Linked DNA regions of Pan troglodytes: region 1 is linked to region 2. The links are chromatin contacts, called in public capture Hi-C maps. All regions are on one chromosome and are shown on one strand. Each heading gives the region's core, a stretch centred on a gene start, on an enhancer-like site or on the middle of the called end of the contact. The rest is flanking DNA. Distances are from core to core; before and after follow the strand shown. Region 1 has its middle 210 kb from the start of TFCP2L1. Region 2 overlaps GLI2 (GLI family zinc finger 2).

Region 1 (3,596 bases), core at 687-3,186, 190 kb before region 2:
TGTGTGTGTGTGCGCGCGCATGTCCTCTCACGTCCCAATGTTCCACTTCTCTGAACTCTGACTGGTGCAGGTGGCAGAGCCTGTAGGAATGGAATGGGAGGAGATGGGAAACCCTTGTGGGATGGGAACTGTCTGGTCGGGTTCTGCAGACTACGTGGGAAAGTGGAACACAGTGATCCTGGCAGAGGGAACAGCATGTGCAAAGACCAGGGGGTAGTGGGGCACAGTGCCTGAGCAGCCGTGGGTTCCTGTCCCGCCCAGAAGAGAAAAGGTCTGCAGAGGAAGCAGCGGCTGCCTGAGTGGAGCCCAGCCCGGCAGTGGGCAGTGGGAGCCAGGCTGGGCTTTCCTGCAGGAGGCACCACGTGGTTGCTGCAGATGAGAGAGGGTGATGCCCCCAGGAACTCCAGGCTGGCAGGGGTTAGGGACGGAATTGACGTGGGCTGTACGGCGTTGGCCTAGTTCCTTGTTGGGGATACAATCAGGCGGGAGCGGCCTGTCCCTTAGGATACAATGACTGGGCTATAGCAGTCGTGCTCTTGATCAAGTTAAAAAGTGGCTGCTGGTATCACTGGCCCCCACCAAGTCGGGGAAGCCCTGCTCCCCATCACTCTGGAGAGCTGTGTATTTTCCCAAACTCCAAGCATTGGTGCTGAGACCGCTCCCGCAAAAAAAGCCAGAGAAGGGTAGCTGGGCTTCCCCCAACTCCAAGGGGTTGAACTAGCGACCCTTCAGGAGTCTCAGAAGACCCCCATTGTGCATTCAGGGAAATGGGAGCCCAGGGAGAGGATGGGCCCTGCCTAAGGTCACCCAGTGAGTTGCAAGAGCTGGTAAGAGCCCAGGTCTCCAGATGCCTGCCCAGCAGCAGTGCCAGGGGAAGGAGACGTGGGGCCAAGGCCACCCGTTGTGCAGAGATCAGGAACAAGTGGTGCCGGGGCGAGACTACCCACAGGGGAGCACCTTCTCTGAACTCCAAGGAGCCACGGGCCCTGAGCCTCTCTCCCTCTCGTGGGGACTCACCACCTTGAAAGAGATGGACCCAGAGGTAAATGACAAGATGACACCATAAATGCCACAACGCAGGCACTGGGGGAGAACAGGGGAAGCAGCCACCAATCCTCCCTTATAAGTATTCAAATTCCACTCATTCCTTCATGCAGTAACTAGCTACTGAGCACCTAGGATGTGCAGGGCTGGATGGGGCTGGGGACACAGAGCTGAACAAGACAGCCCCCCTGCCCCCGTCTTGGAGCTTGGCATCCTAGCACATATTAATATATAGTATTCGTACACTGTGTAATGTAATGCTGGTAATAACTTCCATAAAGATCCCTCACAGCAGTCTGAGAGGGCGGAGTGATGGGGACCAGGGACCCTTGGCCCAGGAAGACAAGGACAGCCTCTTAAAGCAGTTGCCATTTGAGTCGAGACCTAAACTCTGAGAAGGAGGAGGCATGTGGACATTTGGAAGCAGATGTTTTTAGGGAAAGAAAACAGTGAATGCAAAGGCCCTGGGGTGGAGGTGAGCTCAATGTTTTGGAAAGAAGGCCCAGTCGGCTAAAGCGGAAGGAGCAGAGGAGGCCCTAAAAGGTGACCTGGGGACATAGGTGGGTTGGACTGCAGAGCCCCGTGGCCATGGGGACGTGCCTGATGTACATTCCAGGGAGCTCCTCTGGCCTCTGTAGGACAATGGGCTGTGCACCCACCTGGTGCTGATGGGCACCACGGCTCTTTCTATGTTTGGGTACTCAGTTGGAAACCCAGAACTTCTGAGGTGTTACAACCTGGGGCGCCTGTGCCTTCAGCCTGTCTAGCAGTGTGGCCTGGGCAAGGCCCTTCCCAGAGCCCAGTCTCTGTCAGGCTGGAGGGTGGGTGATCCAGCCACACAGTCACAGTAACAGCCTGCTCCCTCCGGAAAAGGCCTCTGTGGCCAGGGACAAGCTGCTTTCCCCGCTATGTGGAGTGCTGAGGCTGGATGATCGGCAGGAAACGGGCGGGCAAGGGCTTTGACGCCTCTGGGCTGGAACCCCTGGGCTGTCTTGGGGAAGCCCTGGGGGGAGCGGAGGTGGTGCTGGGACTGGGACCCCTCCTCCCGTCTGCCCTAGGCTGGCAGTTGGTGCTGGGCACCACTGCCCTTCTTTCACCAGGAGGCGCTGGCGGGCTTTTGCACTCTGTTTTCCTACCTCTCCTCGTCCTTTTTTTTCTTTTCTTTTCCAATTAAAAATCATCCTTGTAGGGTCCATTTTCGAACAGATTTTGGAACAGTCTCTTTGAGAAATCCAATGCACTTTTTCTTGAGACAGGGTCTTTCTCTGTCACCCACGCTGGAGTGTGTGACGTTTGCTTACTGCACCCTCAACCTCTGGGCTCAATCTTCCCACCTCAGCCTCCCAAGTAGCTTGCACACCACTGTACCCGACTGATTTTTTGTTTTTTTTTTGTAGAGACAGGGTCTTGCTTTGTTGCCCAGGCTGGTCTCAAACTCCTGGGTTCAAGTGATCCCGCCACCTCAGTCTCCCAAAGTGCTGGAATTACAGGCGTGACCAATGTACCATTAACTTTGGGATTCAGAACTAACTCAGGAAGCTTCCAGCCACCCAGCTGAAGGCCAGGCCTGGGTCTCACCCGGTAGCCAGATCCTGGCAGGGGGTGGGGGCAAGGGCGGTTCTGGGATCCCTGTGGACTGGACCCACAATACTGACTTCTGACATTTGTTGGTTTTTTTTTTTTTTTGAGACGGAGTCTTATTCTGTCACCCAGGCTGGAGTGCAGTGGCGCGATTTCGGCTCACTGCAACCTCTGCCTCCTGGGTTCAAGCAATTCTCCTGCCTCAGCCTCCTAAGTAGCTGTGATTACAGGCGCCCGCCACCAGGCCCGGCTAATTTTTGTGTTTTTAGTAGAGACGGAGTTTCACCATGTTGGCCAGGCTGTTCTCGAACTCCTGACCTCAAGTGATCCACCCACCTTGGCCTCCCAAGGTGCTGGGATTATAGGCGTGAGCCGCTGTGCCCGGCCTGACATTTGTTGGTTTTAATAAGCATGAAAGGAATTCCAGGGCATCTGTCCTCCACCCTGCCCCATTGGCTGGCCTCGAACCCCAGCGGAGCCAGAGTTGGAGAGTATTTTCCGTGAAAGATTTCCTGGGTTTTGGGGACAAATTGGGCTGCTCTCAGGAGTGGGGGACAGAATGGGGTGCGAGGTGGGGGCAGGGGGCCTTCTTCGTTCTACTTCCTGCTCGGAAATATTTTAGGGACTTGCTATTTTAGTAAAGGCATTAATTGGGCACATATTTACCATCCTGCTGTTTTTAATCACAATGTCTGTGAATTTCCCTCAGTGTGAGAGGGGCCCAGACTTCAATTTCCTGTCCCTTCAATGCTTGCAGAAGATGGAATATTCCAGCACATGTGCAGGATCCATGCTAACTAAAACATAGTTATCCTCCACCACAGAACCACAGACAGGGCACAAGGACAGGGGCAGCTGAGGGTGGGTTCCTGATTCCCAACGTGGGATGGGCGTACGCCACCCCCTCCACCAAGGCATGGGGCTGTGTTCGCAGCTGACAGTATGGTCATGCGAAGGAGTTTTGCAAATGA
Region 2 (3,491 bases), core at 701-3,200:
CGGGGAGTGGGCTATACATAGCTCTCTCTGCTGTTGATTACAAGCCTTTTGGAAATCCAACACGCAGCCCAGCAAGGAAAAGAGCGCGGTGAGAGGGTGATAATCACAGGCTCCAGGCTCCGGCTGGAATTGATCTAATTTGGTGAGCATCAATTCAGGTTCACTGTGGGGGAATATTCCCAGGTCGCCTGAGCTGCATATTTGCAGGAAGAGATCAAAAGCACCAGAATGGGATGTTCCCTCCCACAGGCAGGCTGGGGGATCTTGTGGGCAGGGGGTGCTCTGTGGCTTGTGACATCTACCACTTGCCATGTGGGAGTTTTCAGGCAGGGCATCTGGCCATCTGCTTTCAAGGACCACAGGCATTGATTGGGGGCCAGCGTCTGAGGTGTGCTTGGGAAGCCAGGCATCTTCCCACAGTGTCACTGGCACCTACGGAGGAAAAACGTGGGTGTGTTGGATGAGTGTTTTTACCATGTGTTTCTGCATCTGCGTCTCGGGCCCGGATCTCTCTTCTGAGCCCTGGATCTCTCCGTCCAGCCCTTGCGTGAGCCCCAGGCATCTTGGATGTGCCTCGCCTGACACAGACAGACCGTGGCATCTTCCCCCAGCACCTTGTGCTTGCTCCTGGGCAGGGTCTCCTGCCTCAGCAAGGGCACCGCCATCCACCCAGCCAGCAACGTCCAGGGTTCCTTGGGGCCCTGGGTCCACCCACCAGGTGCGGCTTGGGGCCAGCATGCAGGCTACCGCAGTCCCACTCCAGGCCCCTTTATTTCCTGTCTGTCTCAGCAGCTCACTAAGCAGGCTCCCGGCCTTTCCACCTCTGCCTCACCCACTCACGCCCCTCAGGAAGGCTAGTATGAGCTCTCTGGAGCGCAGGTCTGACCCTGCCACTCCCTTTCATAAATACTTTGGGGCTGTGCCCAGTGGTTCATGCCTGTAATCCCAGCACTTAGGGAGGCCAAGGTGGGAGTATCACTTGAGTCCAGGAGTTCGAGATCAGCCTGGGCAAAATAATGAGACCTCTTCCCTACACAAAATTTAAAAACTTAGCTAAGTGTGGTGGTGCGCGCCTGTGGTCCCAACTACTCCAGTGGCTGAGGTGGGAGAATCACTTAAGCCCAGCAGGACAAGGCTGCAGTGAGCCATGATCAATGACACTGCACTCCAGCCTGGGCAAACAGCAAGACCCTGACTCAAAACAAAACAAAACAAAACAAAAACCCAAAACCAACACACACACACACACACACACACACACACACACACACTTTGGAAAAATGAGAATAGGGGTTCCAAGACCCTGTCTCAAAAAAAACCCCAAAACCAAAACACACACAGACACACACACACACACACACACACACACACACACACACACTTACTTTGGAAAAATGAGAATAGGGGTTCTCACCTCCTGAGGCCAGCATGAGGATGGCACGCTAATGCGTGTAAAATGATCTGGTATATAACAGGTGCTCAGTAAATGGAGTTACTTCCCTTTTTCATTTTCTTAGAGCCAAAGAATGACAGAAGTTCGGTTTTAGCTCATGGCCCTGTGTGATAATAATGATCATTTGAATGTGAATGATAGTGTCCCACACGTGAGGCCCCGCTCCCACACATGACCAGGTAGAGGGGAGTTTGGTGCTAGCAGATTCTCCCTCCTCCTGTGTCTGCCATCCTCCAACTCCAAGTACAGAGGCCTCAGCTTCCAGGGAGCAGAGGCGATTTTATTTTTAATCCTCCCCGTGCCCTCAAGCCTGAGTCCCTCTGCCCACCTGCTAGACGCCTCCTGCTGCCAGCAGCTGCCTCAAGGGCCCTGTGTGCCCGAGTGGGCACTGGACGCTGCCTGTTGCTATGGCTGCCCCGCCCCCGGCCCCGAGGCCTCTGAGGCAGTCGGTGAGATGAACATGGGATCAGTCAGTGAAGGGCCATGAAAACACACGCTGCCCCAGAAGGGACGGGTGGAAAGGCCTTGTCAGCATTTCCGAGGCTGGGGTGGCCAGGCTCAGGGGAGCCACCCTTGGAGGGCAGCCTCCCCAGAGGCCAGCTGTGAGACTGCAGCTGCTGCCTTTGAGGTTGAGGGGCCATTTACAAAGCCCAGTGAGCTTGGCAATGTAGCTGCAGCTTCACTCTCTGGAGCAGGCATCTGACAACATGGCCCTGTGACAATGACAGTGTCTACTTACTGGGTCTCTTCCACGGGCCAGGCCCAGCAACAGAGAAAGGCATACAGAGAAAAGTTCACCCTCTAGGACCCGGTCTGCATGATGTGCAGAAGGGAGATCTCTTCCCTGGGGGTGATGAGATCGGGGAAAGCCTCCTGGAGGTTGTGACATTTGAGCTGGATTTGAAAGGCAATAAGCTCTGGAGGGGCAGTGAGGTTGGGGTGGGAGGATTCAGCAGACACTGAACACTTCCAAGATGGAAGGCAAGAAATGAATGGAGAGGGAGCCGGGAGCAGCCCAGCTGTTAGGATAGTGGGGAAAGCAGGAGTGACGCCGGCTGATGATGCTCCCGCCATGGCAGCAATGGTGAGAGGTGGGGGCTGTGGGAGAAGATGACAGGAAGAACCCCACCTTCCGGCCCAGGGGGTGAGCAGATGTTGGGCCCCCACGCGCCACTCTCCCAGCAAGGAGGCGAGGCAAGGCTGAGCAGAAGCCTGTGGCTGGCAGGACAAACGCTTGCTGGCTCCGTGCTGCCCACTCTAGCTGGACTCCGACGGCCGCCCTAATGTCACTCAGCTTAGGGGCGGGTGAACTGCGGGGACCCAGCCTGATTAAATCCACTGTCTCAACCCAGGCCCAAGCTGTATATCTCCAGCATGGGGGAAGTGACACCTCACAGCCTGCACACAGCTTCATTTCTGAAAAGAATGTGTGAGGGGGAAGGTCAGGAGACAGGCACAGCCGTAAATTTGATGGAAGGTTTAGCTGGAAACCCCATTAAATCCACACACGGCTCAATGCTGGGCAATGTCCTTCCTCCGAGTCTGCTGAATGGGGCCAGGGAGGTGAGGGACTCACTAAGTAATGTCCTCATTTTTTGGTGTCTCCTATTACCCAGGGGATGAAAAACCCATTACCCATAAGGTTTAGTGGCACTTGGTCCCAAGACTGCAATACTGTCCTTTACCTATGCTCTCCCCTTGGCCCGCACATGGGCGCGCAGCCTCTGCTGGTCTCTCTGTCCACTCCGCCATCCGTGCTGACGACCTCACTCTCCCTGCAGCCCACGCCTGGGTCTCACAGACCCTGGATCCTGCTCCCCAAGGATGGGCGCTCTCTCCCCTTCATGGTGTGGCCTGGCAAAGTGTGACCTAGGCCAGGAAAGCTGGTCTTCTGTGGTTGTGAGCCCAGCACTGAGCTGCCCCTGGCCCCTAAAGTCTCCCCCAGGGCTGGGGCTGCCCTAACTTCAGGTGGTGGCTATGCAAAAGTATGAGCAGGAACACAGGGGTGGCCTGCGGAAGGGTGCAAATCCCCACTCCC

Evidence for each region. Capture Hi-C pulls out chosen DNA fragments and counts their contacts.
Region 1: a capture Hi-C map of stem cell-derived neural stem cells shows a contact between it and region 2, with 2.8 times the contacts expected there. The contact joins two enhancer-like sites. A contact is called at or near these places in 1 of 7 Hi-C or Micro-C datasets (stem cell-derived neural progenitor cells) and 1 of 1 other capture datasets (stem cell-derived neural stem cells).

Annotation. Positions count from the first base shown.
Region 1 is chr13:21,753,146-21,756,741 of NHGRI_mPanTro3-v2.0_pri, reverse strand. No RefSeq gene overlaps it. Among named protein-coding and RNA genes, the nearest start is that of TFCP2L1, 210 kb to the left of the region's middle. Within about 2 kb of position 1,936, at least 1 of the 24 cell types and tissues checked has an H3K27ac peak or open chromatin away from gene starts, as enhancers often do. A contact at or near this core is called in stem cell-derived neural stem cells, where this site is marked.
Region 2 is chr13:21,567,635-21,571,125 of NHGRI_mPanTro3-v2.0_pri, reverse strand. The region is part of intron 2 of GLI2 (GLI family zinc finger 2); the gene reads right to left. Among named protein-coding and RNA genes, the nearest start is that of GLI2, 150 kb to the right of the region's middle. Within about 2 kb of position 1,950, at least 1 of the 24 cell types and tissues checked has an H3K27ac peak or open chromatin away from gene starts, as enhancers often do. A contact at or near this core is called in stem cell-derived neural stem cells, where this site is marked.